2 separate regions of the Sus scrofa genome follow, and region 2 is linked to region 1. A link is a contact called in public Hi-C data. All regions are on one chromosome and are shown on one strand. Each heading gives the region's core, a stretch centred on a gene start, on an enhancer-like site or on the middle of the called end of the contact. The rest is flanking DNA. Distances are from core to core; before and after follow the strand shown.

What was found. A called contact is a pair of places that touch in the nucleus more often than the background predicts.
Region 2: a Hi-C map of embryonic fibroblasts shows a contact between it and region 1, with 3 times the contacts expected there. The contact joins the enhancer-like site here to the promoter of CACTIN in region 1. A contact is called at or near these places in 4 of 47 Hi-C or Micro-C datasets (embryonic fibroblasts, epiblast stem cells, omental adipose tissue and 1 more).

What each region holds. Positions count from the first base shown.
Region 1 is chr2:75,047,504-75,053,371 of Sscrofa11.1, forward strand. It overlaps CACTIN (cactin), which reads left to right and starts at 1,747. Exons shown (of 11, transcript XM_021084098.1): 1 at 1,747-1,984; 2 at 5,174-5,657. The coding sequence starts at 1,812.
Region 2 is chr2:75,270,005-75,275,740 of Sscrofa11.1, forward strand. No RefSeq gene overlaps it. Among named protein-coding and RNA genes, the nearest start is that of NFIC, 10 kb to the left of the region's middle. Within about 2 kb of position 2,362, at least 41 of the 83 cell types and tissues checked have an H3K27ac peak or open chromatin away from gene starts, as enhancers often do. A contact at or near this core is called in embryonic fibroblasts, omental adipose tissue and retroperitoneal adipose tissue, where this site is marked.

The sequences.
Region 1 (5,868 bases), core at 497-2,996:
TTAGTGTTGTGTTAGGGAGTTGTGTTACAAGATGAACGTTTAAAGGAGCTCCTGCTGTGGTGCAAAAGAATTTGCAGCGCCAAGACACAGGTTCAATCCCTGTTCCGGCACAGTGGGATAAACGACCCAGAGTTGCCACAACTGGGGCTTGGATCTGATCCCCAGCCTGGCAACTCCATATGCCTTGGGGTGGCTGAAAAAATTAAAAAAAAAAAAAAAAGATAAACATTGAAAGAGGGCAAAGCTGAACCACCAAGTTCAAATCCCAGCTCTATGCTGTCTCATTGGGCACAGAGGTATTAGAATAACATTCCTGGAGTTCCCATCGTGGTGCAGTGGTTAACGAATCTGACTAGGAACCACGAGGTTGTGGGTTCGATCCCTGGCCTTGCTCAGTGGGTTGAGGATCTGGTGTTGCCGCGAGCTGTGGTGTAGTTCACAGACGTGGCTCAGATCCCGCATTGCCGTGGCTCTGGCATAGGCCGGTGGCTATGGCTCTGATTAGACCCATAGCCTGGGAATCTCCATATGCCACCGGAGCGGCCCTAGAAAAGGCAAAAAGACAAAAAATGACATTCCTTCTCTGGTCCTCACTTTCCCCATCTACAAAATGGGTTGATGGGGAATTTAGGTTTTTTTTTTAAGCTTTGACTCCACAACCTTGTAGATCAACTATATTTCTTTCTTTTGTCTTTTTAGGGTCACACCCGTGGCATGTGGAAGTTCCCAGGCTAGAGATTGAATTGGAGCTGCAGGCGCCAGCCTACACCATAGCCACAAAAATGCCAGAGCAGAGCTACCTCTTTGATCTATACCACAGCTCACAGCAATGCTGGGTCCTTAGCGGGGCCAGGGATTGACAAACTTTCGTCCTCATGGATACTAGTCGGGTTCTTTACCAGTGATCCATAATGGGAACTCCCTCAAATATATTTCAATAAAACTTAAAAAAAAAAAAAGCAAGAGTTCCTTTCGTGGCTCAGCAGTTAACGAACCTGACAAGGATCCATGAGGATGCAGGTTCGATCCCTGGCCTCTATTAGTGTGTTAAGGATCCAGCATTGCCCTGAGCTGTGGTGTAGGCTGCAGACGCGGCTTGGATCCTTCGTTGCTATGGCTGTGGTGTAGGCCGGCCCCTGTAGCTCTGATTGGACCCCTAGCCTGGGAACTTCCATATGCCGCGGGTGTGGACCTAAAAAGCCAAAAAGAAAAAAAAAAAAAGCTTAACCCCTGAAACACAGTAAGTATTCATTGGCGGGTGGTAGAGCATGATGATGACTCTCACAGAGGGTCAATCCAGCCTCTAGTGCTTTTCGGTCCCCATCCCAGCTCCTTGAGCTATCTGGACGAGAAACTCCCCGGACACGCCTCCCTTGGCCACGCCTTCTATTGACCCCGCCTCCTAGGCTTCACCCACGCTGGCCCCACTTCCTCTCTGGACGGGCTTCTTCTTGGTCCCGCCTCATCAGGCTCCGCCCCACTCGCAGTTCCTGATTCGCTCTTGCTCAGCCCACAGATGCAGGTTCCCTGAGGCGCGAGGACCCACCTGAGCCTGCCCTTAGTACTGCCTTAAGAGCGAGTCCCCCATCCCTGGCGGCGACAGTCCGGCAGAAGTCCGTCACAGAGGACCCACTTAAGGACAGTTTGGAGGTTACGGGGCTCCAGAGTCCCCGCGGTATGGGGCTGCGGGATGGGTTCCTATCTTCCTGTTCAGGCGCGGACGGGGCAGCGAGGCACGCGCCGCGAGGGAGGAAGGCCCCCGGCGCAGGCCCCGGATATTTGTGTCAGCGCCGCCGGTACCGTCCCAGCCGATGGGTCGGGACACACGCTCGCGTTCGCGGTCCGCTGGTCGCAGGAACCGGAGACAGCGGAGTAGGAGCGGAAGTCGGAGCCGAAGTCGGAGTGGGAGCCATGGGCGGAGAAGCCGACGGCGCCGGGACGACGAGGGGCGGCGCAGGCGGAGGCGGAGGAGCCGGGATCGCAGGTAGGGTAGCTGTGTGAGCCGCGCTGGTGGGTCCGGCTCCAGCCCTCGGGGAGTTGGGAGGCTCCGAGTTAGGGAAGACTTCTTGAAGAAGGGGACGTCTGAGCACGTCGGAATTAACTAGACAGCGACAAGAAAGTGAAAAGCATTCCAAGCAAGGCACCTGGTAGCTGGAGGTACAGCAAGAAGAGCAGTGAGCGGGGCGGAGCGGAGTAGATGAGTTTGGAGAGAAAGTAGGAGACCAGATCGTGCAGTCGTGCGTACCGTGGTAAAGGGTTTGACTGTTATCTGGAGGGCTGTGGAGGATTTTGAACCAGGGAGTGATGTGATCTGGATTACCTTGCAGAACTCCCGCTTGCTTTCGCGTGGAGAAGGGACTGAGTGGGTACGCAAGAGTGACACCAGGGAGGAAAAAAATAGTACAGCTGTCCAGGCAACAGATGATGATGGCTTTCGGGAGAGGTAGGCTGTAATGAGGTACACTGGGAAAAGTAGCTCAATTTGAGAGGGATTTCAGAAGGAGAAGTGACAACCCTTGCTAATGGAGGTAGGCTGTGAGAGGGGAGAATTGTTGATGATGGTGGCAGAAGTCAGTTAATTCCCCAGACTTGGTGCTTAGCTTCCCTTCAGCCCATGGTCCTTTTCTTTTGGAGATGAAACACCTGGATTGAGTTGAGTCTGCTTCAACACAAAGAAATCAGCACCATGATAGGGACTGACTCTCAGACCTGTGTCCCAGTGCTGGCTCAGCCCATAACTGGCTCTGACACTCAGGCCAATCCCTGCCCCACTACGGTCCATGTTTCCTCATCTCTGTCCCCAAGACCTAAATGGGGCTTCTCCATCCATATGCACTGTCTCCTATTACTCCAGCCTGTTCTTCACACATAACCAGACTGGCACTAGTCAGACATAGCTGATCACCCTCTAGGTTTGAGATCTGGCTTTTCCTTTTGAGTCTCATAGGGTTATTCCCATCCAGGAATTCTAGGAAGAAAGAAGGTAGCAGAAATAGTAAAGAGATGGTTTAAACCAGGGTTTAGGAGTCCCAGTGCAGCAGGTTGAGAATCCGACTGCAGGGAATTCCTGTTGTGGCACAGCGGAAGCGAATCCAGCTGGTATCCATGAGGATGCAGTTTTGATCCCTGGCCTTGCTCAGTGGGTCAGGGATCAGCGTTGCCGTGAGCTGTGGTGTAGGCCAGCAGCTGTAGCTCCAATTCCACCCCAAGCCTGGGAACTTTCATATGCTGCAGGTGCAGCCCTCAAAAGACAAAAGCTGAAAAAAAAAAAAAAAAGAATCCAACTTCAGCGGGTCTGGTGCCTGCAGAGATGCAGATTTGATCCCTGGCCCTGTGCAGTGGGTTAAAGGATCCGCCATTGCCACAGCTGTGGTGTAGGTTGTACACCACAGACCCAGAAAAACAAAAAACTAGGCTTAGCAAACTACAGTCTGTGGACCAATAATAGTTTTTACATGTTTAAATGATGAGGGGGAAAAAAATCAAGAGTAATATTTCATGATACGTAAAAATTAGATGAAATTCAAATTTTGAAGAGTTCCTGTCATCGCTCAGCGGTGACGAATCCAACTAGTATCCATGAGGATGCGGGTTCAATCCCTGGCTTTGCTCAGTTGGTTAAGGATCCAGCATTGCCTTGTGAGCTGTGGTGTAGGTCCCAGATGTGGCTCCGATCCAGCATAGCTATGGCTGTGGCATAGGCCAGCAGCTGTTGCTCCAGTTAGACCCCTAGTCTGGGAACTTCCATATGCCATGGGTGTGGCACTAAAAAGCAAAAAAAAAAAAAAAAAAAAAAAAAAAAAAAAGAAGAAGAAGAAGAAGAGAAAAGAAATTCAAATTTTGGTGTCCAGACATAAAATTTTATTGACCAGATTTACAAATCTATGCCCATTTGTTCACGTACTGTCTGTGGCTACTTTTTGTTTGTTTAGGGCCTCACCTGGGCATATGGAAATTCCCAGGCTAGGGGTCAAATTGGAGCTGCAGCTGCCGGCCTACACCACAGCCACAGCCATAGCCACAGCCACACTAGATCTGAGCTGCATCTGTGACCTACACCGTAGCTCACAGCAACACTGGATCCTTAACCCACCGAATGGGGCCAGGGATGGAACCCTCATCCTCATGGATACTAATAGGGTTCGTTACCACTGAGCCACAACAGGAACTCTGTGTTTTCTGAAGATTTTAGTTATTCACAAGACTTAGCCGCCCTAGATAAGGAATTAAGAGTCTGTGTCATTTATGAAGATTTGACCAAATTTGTAGTTTGTATTTAAGGACTTCAAAATAATTGGTTTTCATGGTGTAAGTGTTTGTTTGTTTGTTTGTTTGTTTGTTTTGGGCCATACCTGCAGCCTGCAGAAGTTCCCAAGCCAGGAATCGAAACCATGCCACAACAGCAACCCAAGCTGTTGCAGCAACACTGGATCCTTAACCTGGCGTGCCACAAGCTCACTCCTCATGGTGTAGATTTTTTGACTTGAGCTTAATAAGTGGAGCATTTAATAAAATTAAGACATATTTAGTTTCTCAGAGGCCCCCAACATTAAAGGATCTACCCCCAGTGTTCATAGATTGCCTTCCCTGCCTGTAGTGCCCTTCCATGGCTCTGTTTTCCTGCCATTGTTTCTCCAGTTCACTCCTCCCATCCTGTAGGACCAGTTAAACACCACTCCTGTAAGCCCTCCCTTGACACCTTGGACAGCGCTTACAGCTCATGCACCATCTGGCCCCAGCCTTCCCTCCCTCCCTCCTGCACTCCCCCTTATTCACTCCGCTCCAGCCACACAGACCTACCTGCTACTGCTTGAATATGCCAAGTAAATTCCTGCCCCAGGGCCTTTGCTCTTGCTGTGCCCTCTGTCTAGGTCACCATCTCCCCAAAACTCCCTTCCCTATTTCTCCAATGTTACCTCCTCGGAGAGATCCCCCCTGACCTCCCCATGCCCTAATGCCACATCACTATCTTTGTGATTCATTGTACCATCTAGTGTCACACTGTGTGTTTACTTGTTGACACTGCAAAGCAGGGATTGTCAATGTTTTGGTCATCGCTCTGTCCCCAGAACCTAGAACAGCTCCTGGTACCCATTCGGAGCCCGCTAAACAGCTGTGGAATGGATGCCTGGCCAGCAGGCCATGAGCAGAGCTCTGTGGCTTCCCTCCACAGGTCAGATTCAGATGAAGAGCGGTGGCGGCAGCGGCGAGGCAGGCAGAGCCGGAGCCCCCCACCGCCCCACTGGCGCTCCCAGGACCTGTCCTCTCAGTCCGACTCTGGCGATGAACGGCAGCAACAGCGGGGCCGATGGGCCCGCCGGCGCCGGCAAACACGCTCCTGGACCCCGGGCTCCTCGGCGTCTAGCTCTGCATCCCCAGACCACCCCGCAAGCCCCCGGGAGGCAGCGGAAGCCCTGAGCCAGCGGCAGAGCCTGCAGGAGCGACTGAGGCTGCGTGAGGAGCGGAAGCAGCAGGAGGAGCTGATGAAGGCCTTTGAGACACCTGAGGAGAAGCGGGCACGGCGGCTGGCCAAGAAGGAGGCCAAGGAGAGGAAGAAGCGGGAGAAGATGGGCTGGGGCGAGGAGTACATGGGCTACACCAACACCGACAACCCCTTTGGTGACAACAACCTGCTGGGCGCCTTCATCTGGAACAAGGTGAGCCCGGTGCAGCCGCCGTGGGCCCTGGCGCTTGGTCCTGGCAGGTCCTGCCTGTCTTTCTGCTGCTTTGTGCTTCAGACACTGTTCACAGCTTCTGTTTTAAAAGACTGTGGCGTTCCCAGCACACGTTCCCAGCTTGTACCTTGCTGTTGAGCGTGCGTCCTTATGCACATGCACACTGAATTCTGCCAGTTTTCACCACCTGGAC
Region 2 (5,736 bases), core at 1,112-3,611, 220 kb after region 1:
CAAAGAGTTAGAGAGTGACTCTTTTCAGCCTTGTGGGCCAGACGGTCTCTGTGGCACACACTCGGCTCTGCGCTTGCAGCTGGAAAGCTGGTGTGGGCATGTCAACGAGTGGGCATGGCCGGGTGCCAATAAAGCTTTATTTATAAACACTAAACTGTGAATTTCATGTGATTTTCACTTGTCACAAAATTATTATTCATTATTCTTTTGAGGCCTTTCAACCATGTAAACATTCTTAGCTGGATGACTGAACAGAAAAAATCCAGTCCCCACCTCCTCCCACCCCATACATTCCCATGGTACAGGTGAGGAGGCTGAGGCACAGAGAGGTTGAGGGGGTTGCCCAAGGTCACACAGCCAGTAGGCCTTTTCAGTATTTTTCCAGGAGGGGTGGGGGTGGGGGTCCAGGCTTCCCAATAGAAGCCACTGTGCCCAGCTTCACAGAACTTTCTCAGCCTTCAGATGATCCCTCTGCCAAGCATCACTATTCCCTTTTGAACCCTCAAGAGCCCTGGGAGGTGCAGGTATCATTATGCCCATTTTATAGATGAGGAAATTGAGGCCCACAGGTGGCCCTGAAGCCCTAATAACAGCTTACATTGTGTAGGCAACTATTTTCGGCTATTATGCCATTTCATGCACAAACAGCCCTCCAGGCAGGCAGGAAACTCTCATTAGCTTGTTTGATGGAAGAGGCCTCACTCTGACCCAGAAAAGGAAATGACTTGCCCAGGATCACACAGCGGGTAAACTGCATGTCCAGGGGCTGAGCAATGCTGGGGCCCCTCCACTATCACCTGTGACTCTCGCCTGTACAGCATCTGTCTCCCTTGGTGGGGGTCAGATGTCTGATCTTTGTATGCTTTGCCTTGTCTCCGTCCCCTGGCTTGGGTTTCAGGCTGGCACGAACTAGGTCCCCGGGGCTGACATGTGGGTGAAGCACTTATGGAGATTCAACCTTTAAGGGGGGAGGCACCAAAAGCTCAGCTGTCAAGATAACTAGTCTTTTAAAGTATCTGCAGGGAGTTCTCTTGTGGTGCAGCAGGGGTTAGGGATTCAGCATTGTCACTGCAGCTTCAGCGGCTCAGGTCCCTGTTGTGCCAAAGGTTTGATCCCTGGCCCGGGAAATTCTGCATGCCACAGTACAGCCAAAAAATAACAATAATCTGCAGAAAATCTACAAGGAAGAAAATGCCATCTTTAAATAAAGTCCAAATTGGTATTACTGATTTTCTATTTTTTGGCCGTGCTCAGGCATGTGGATATTCCCAGGCCAGGGATTGAACTCATGCCACAGTAGTGACCAGAGCCACTGCAGAGACAACACCATATCCTTAAGCACTAGGCCACCAAGGAACGCCTACTGATTTTTTAAAATACATACATACATACATATAAATATATATTTTTCTTTTTACGGTGATGTCTGCGGCATATGGAAGTTTCCAGGCTAGGTGTCAAATCCAAGTTGCAGCTGCTGGCCTACACCACAGCCACAGCAACACTGGATCCAAGCCACATCTGTGACCTACACCACAGCTCATGGTAATGCCAGATCTTTCACCCATTGAGCGAGGCCAGGGATCAAACCCACATCCTCACAGAGACAACATCGGGTCCTTAACCAGCTGAGTCACAATAGAAAGTCTATACTGATTTTTTTTTTTTTTTTTTTGGCCTCCGGCTCCAACCTGAGGCCTGTAGGTCCAGAGAGATGGACGACTAGATTTGAGGGGGCCTGGGGAGGCACTGAGAGGGATGGGAAGAGCATCCCAGGTGGAAGGAACAGCCTAAGAGAAGGTATGGAGGCTGAGAAGCCTACTGAGTAGCTGGTGGGAGAAGGAGGAGCAGCCAGGTGGGGGCTTTGAAGGTCAGGTCTTCCAGGAGGCCGCCCCCCCCCCTTTCTGCAAAATTCAGGGATGCTGGTGGAGGATGAGACGCGCCATCAGCCCTTCCCGCCACCCCCCCTCCAGCTGCCGAGCGCAAGGCCAGGAGTGATTCAGAGTGAGCCTGGCCTAGGCTTGGCTCCAATCCCTTCCTCCTGCCAATAGCTAGCTCTCTCTCCTTTGGATTCAGTTGGAAAAAAAACAAAAAACAAAAAACCCTCTCCCCCCCCACCGCCTCTGCTGGGAGGAATTTGACATGGCAGCGGGCCCAGGCCTCCACCCTCCCCCAGGCCATCCTCTGCCAAGCACGACGTGGCCAAACTGGGGGACCCTCTGAGGATGGCACCCCGCACCCTGGACACAGAGGAGCTCCTGGCCTCAGCGATTCTTCTAGGGGGCCATAGTGCCCCTCCAGGACTCAGCCCAGCACCCCACTCCCCGCTCGGCCCCAGACCATCTGTTCATCATTGAAAACCTCAGCACCAGGGCTTGGTTGGCAGAGACTCTGGAGCTAAGAGGCAGGAACCCTGGGGCAAAATGCAGGAGGAGAGGGCTTGCCCAAGCCTCAGTGCCCCCTCCTTGCTCAGGGTGGGCCATGCTGGGCTTCTGGGCCCCCTGGGAGATCAAGACCCCTACATACGTCTGCACACACCCACACGGACCCATTTCCTCAGTTCCCCCCAACCCCGCCCCGCGGGAACCAGGCCAGAACTGAGTCCCAGCCAGCCGCCTAGCAAGGCCTCGCCAGGCCACGAAGTCTCCCCACAAACACAAACACACCCTGCCCCATCTCCCCCCTCCTCTAATTCCAAAAGCAGATCTGCTGGATGTGGAAGTGGCTCGTGGTTGCTGGAGGTGGCTGCCCTGCTGCCAGGACAGGGGGTCCTGTCCTGACCTTGGAGCCCTGGGGGACCCCTGCCTGGTTCTTCTTGCTACATCTGCTCTTCCCTTTCTCAGCCCAGTGAACCCCAGGGGCTCCTCCAGGACAGTGTGTGGGAGCGCACAGGGCAGGGGGCATGAAAGGGGACAGAGGCTGAGCTGGAGCAGTGTGGGGAGGGGTAAAGATAATTAAAGTCGGAGTTCCCGTCGTGGCGCAGTGGTTAATGAATCCGACTAGGAACCATGAGGTTGCGGGTTCGATCCCTGGCCTTGCTCAGTGGGTTAATGATCCGGCATTGCCGTGAGCTGTGGTGTAGGTTGCAGACACGGCTCAGATCCCACGTTGCTGTGGCTCTGGCGTAGGCTGGCAGCTACAGCTCTGATTCGACCCCTGGCCTGGGAACCTCCATATGCCATGGGAACGGCCCAAGAAATGGCAAAAAGACAAAAAAAAAAAAAAAAAGATAATTAAAGTCTTCTCTCATTACTTCATCCATCAACATTTATCCAGCCCCTAATGTGCACCAGGCGCTGTTCTGGGTACTGAGGATACAACAGGGAACAAGAGTCAATATTCCCACTCTCATGGAGCTGAAAATGCAGTGGTGGGGGTTAGACGTGGAGGTGCAATTTAATAAGCTGAGGCCTGAAGGAGAGGGAGCCATGTGGGGGAGAGTCTGGGGTGGGGGAGTGTTCCAGAAGGCACAACCCTGTGCAAAGGCCCTGGGGCAGGACGTGACTGGTGTGTTGGAGGAACAGTGAGAAGGGCAATATGGCTGGAGCAGCGTGAGCGAGGGAGGAGGGGAGGGCAGGGAGGAGGCAGGAACGGGTCGTGCAGGGCCTCATGGGCCCACCACCGGGAGGACTTGGGCTTTTACCCACAGGGAGGCAGGAGCCCTGGAGAGCTGAGGGCAGAGGAGGGGCGGGACCTGACTCTGGGGCTCACAGGCGCCCTCTGGCTACTGAGGGCACGGGTGGGGGGGGGGCAGGATGAAGACAATGTGGTGGTCCAGGTTAGTGGTAATGGGGGCTGGATCAGGTGAGGGCTGGGTACCTACTACGTGCCAGCTCCTCAGGTAGGTACTGTCAGCCTCTTATTTGACGAATAAGGAGATGATGGCCCAGAGAAGGGAAGGACCTCACCCCAAATCCTAGTTTTTAGATGTCTACAGACATCTTCCCACTGTCTAAAACCCTCCAGGGCTTCCCACTGCCCTGCACCACCTGCCTTGTCCCCTTCCTGCCCTCCCCTCCTCCCTCTCTTCCCTTCACTCTCTCCGCTCCAGCCCCATGGACCTCCTCCCTATCTCTCTAACACACCAGGCACAGTCCTGCCCCAGGGCTTTGCACGGGCTATGCCTGCTGCCCTGACTCCTCTCCTTGCAAAGTGACTTTTCCTCTACATCTGTCTTGTTCATCTTCACCTGCTCAGTGCCCAGACGTGGTATCGGCTAAGTAAGTGTTTAGGTAATGATTTACTGAACTTGTAAGTATAATTCTGGCTTTGATAAGGTGATAACAGCCCAGGGGCACATATCCGAACAGGGAGCTCCTTCAAACCAACCCTTAGGCCTCCAAGTTAGGAAGGACCAGCAGAGGGATGTCTGTGAGGGACCAAGAGTGCTGGATTTAGGGAACCAAAGGGACCCATTCATTGGTCCAATGGGCTTCGCCTCCAGATGGGGCCTGACTCGCTAGGGCATTCTCATTGGTCAGAACATACCCAGCCGTGTCCTGATAGGCCACACAAACAAGGCGCCTTCTCTGATTGGGTCCTTCTTCTTCCTCGGCCGTCCCCGTGCCTGGGATTCCACCATTTGTCTTTGTGCCCAGTTCTGAGTTGCTTTTTCTTTCCTGGCGGTGCCCTCGGGGCCGAGGAGGTGGCACTGCCCAGGCACGCCGGCCCGCCGCCCTCAGATTTTGCAACTGTGGCATGCCCTGGGATCCTTCTTCCAATTCCTGGAACCCTGGCATGGCCCGCGGTGTTGCCTGCCCGCCCCTCCCCAGGTGGGCCCAGAGTCGTCCGCAGCTGCGGATGCCCGGGGCGGCAACAGGGCCTGGCACTACCCTGAAGTGCTATGATCCCTCTCTGAGCCTGAATCCTCTTCTCTGCTAAAGGAGCTGGCTGAACCTTGCCGAAAGTGCTTGAGAGATTCTCGAGGGGGCGGTTCTGCCCCCCCAGGGGACACTGGGCCCCGTGGACACTTACAGGGTGGGCTTTATTTATTCTCCTAACAGCTAAGGGAGGTGGGAACAAGGAAAGCGCGACAGGTTTATGAGGCACCTTCTGTGTGCCAGGTACCTCCCGTGCCTCTTCTGCCTGTGACTCCATCACACACACACACACACACACACACACTAAATCGACATGGTCTTTTCTCCTTAACCCATTTCACAGGTGTGCAAACTGAGGCACTGGCCCACAGTCACACACTGAGCCCCCGGGCTCTCTGTGTGCTCTGCCTGGTGACCAGTGACCACTGGGTCTGCTTCCCCAAGCTGCCCTGGGCTCCACAAGAGCACACAGTAGGTGGGCCTGCAGTCCAGCCCCCACCCACACCCCTGGTGCTTACCTGGAACAGAGCCTCCTCTTCACCCGCCCAGAGGTCCGCCTCCAGCGTCCACACCTGACATCTATTCTCATTAGTCAGACCAGGCTCTGGTGCTTGTTAAATGGTTTGGGTGCATGCAGTGTAGACAGACTCACTTGTACCATAGTAGGAATATCAATAGCTGATATCAAATAGTGACTTCTGGGTGCCTGACTCTGTGCTAAATCTTTTTGGTGGTTGTTGCACCCTTGGCATGTGAAAGCTTCCAGGCCGGGGATGGAACCCCCACCACAGCAGTGACCCGAGCCACAGAATTGAGAACAACATGTCCTTAACCTGCTGCACCACAAGGGAACTCCAAGTGCTAATTTTTTTTTTCTTTTTCGGGCCTCACCCGCAGCATATGGAGGTTCCCAGGC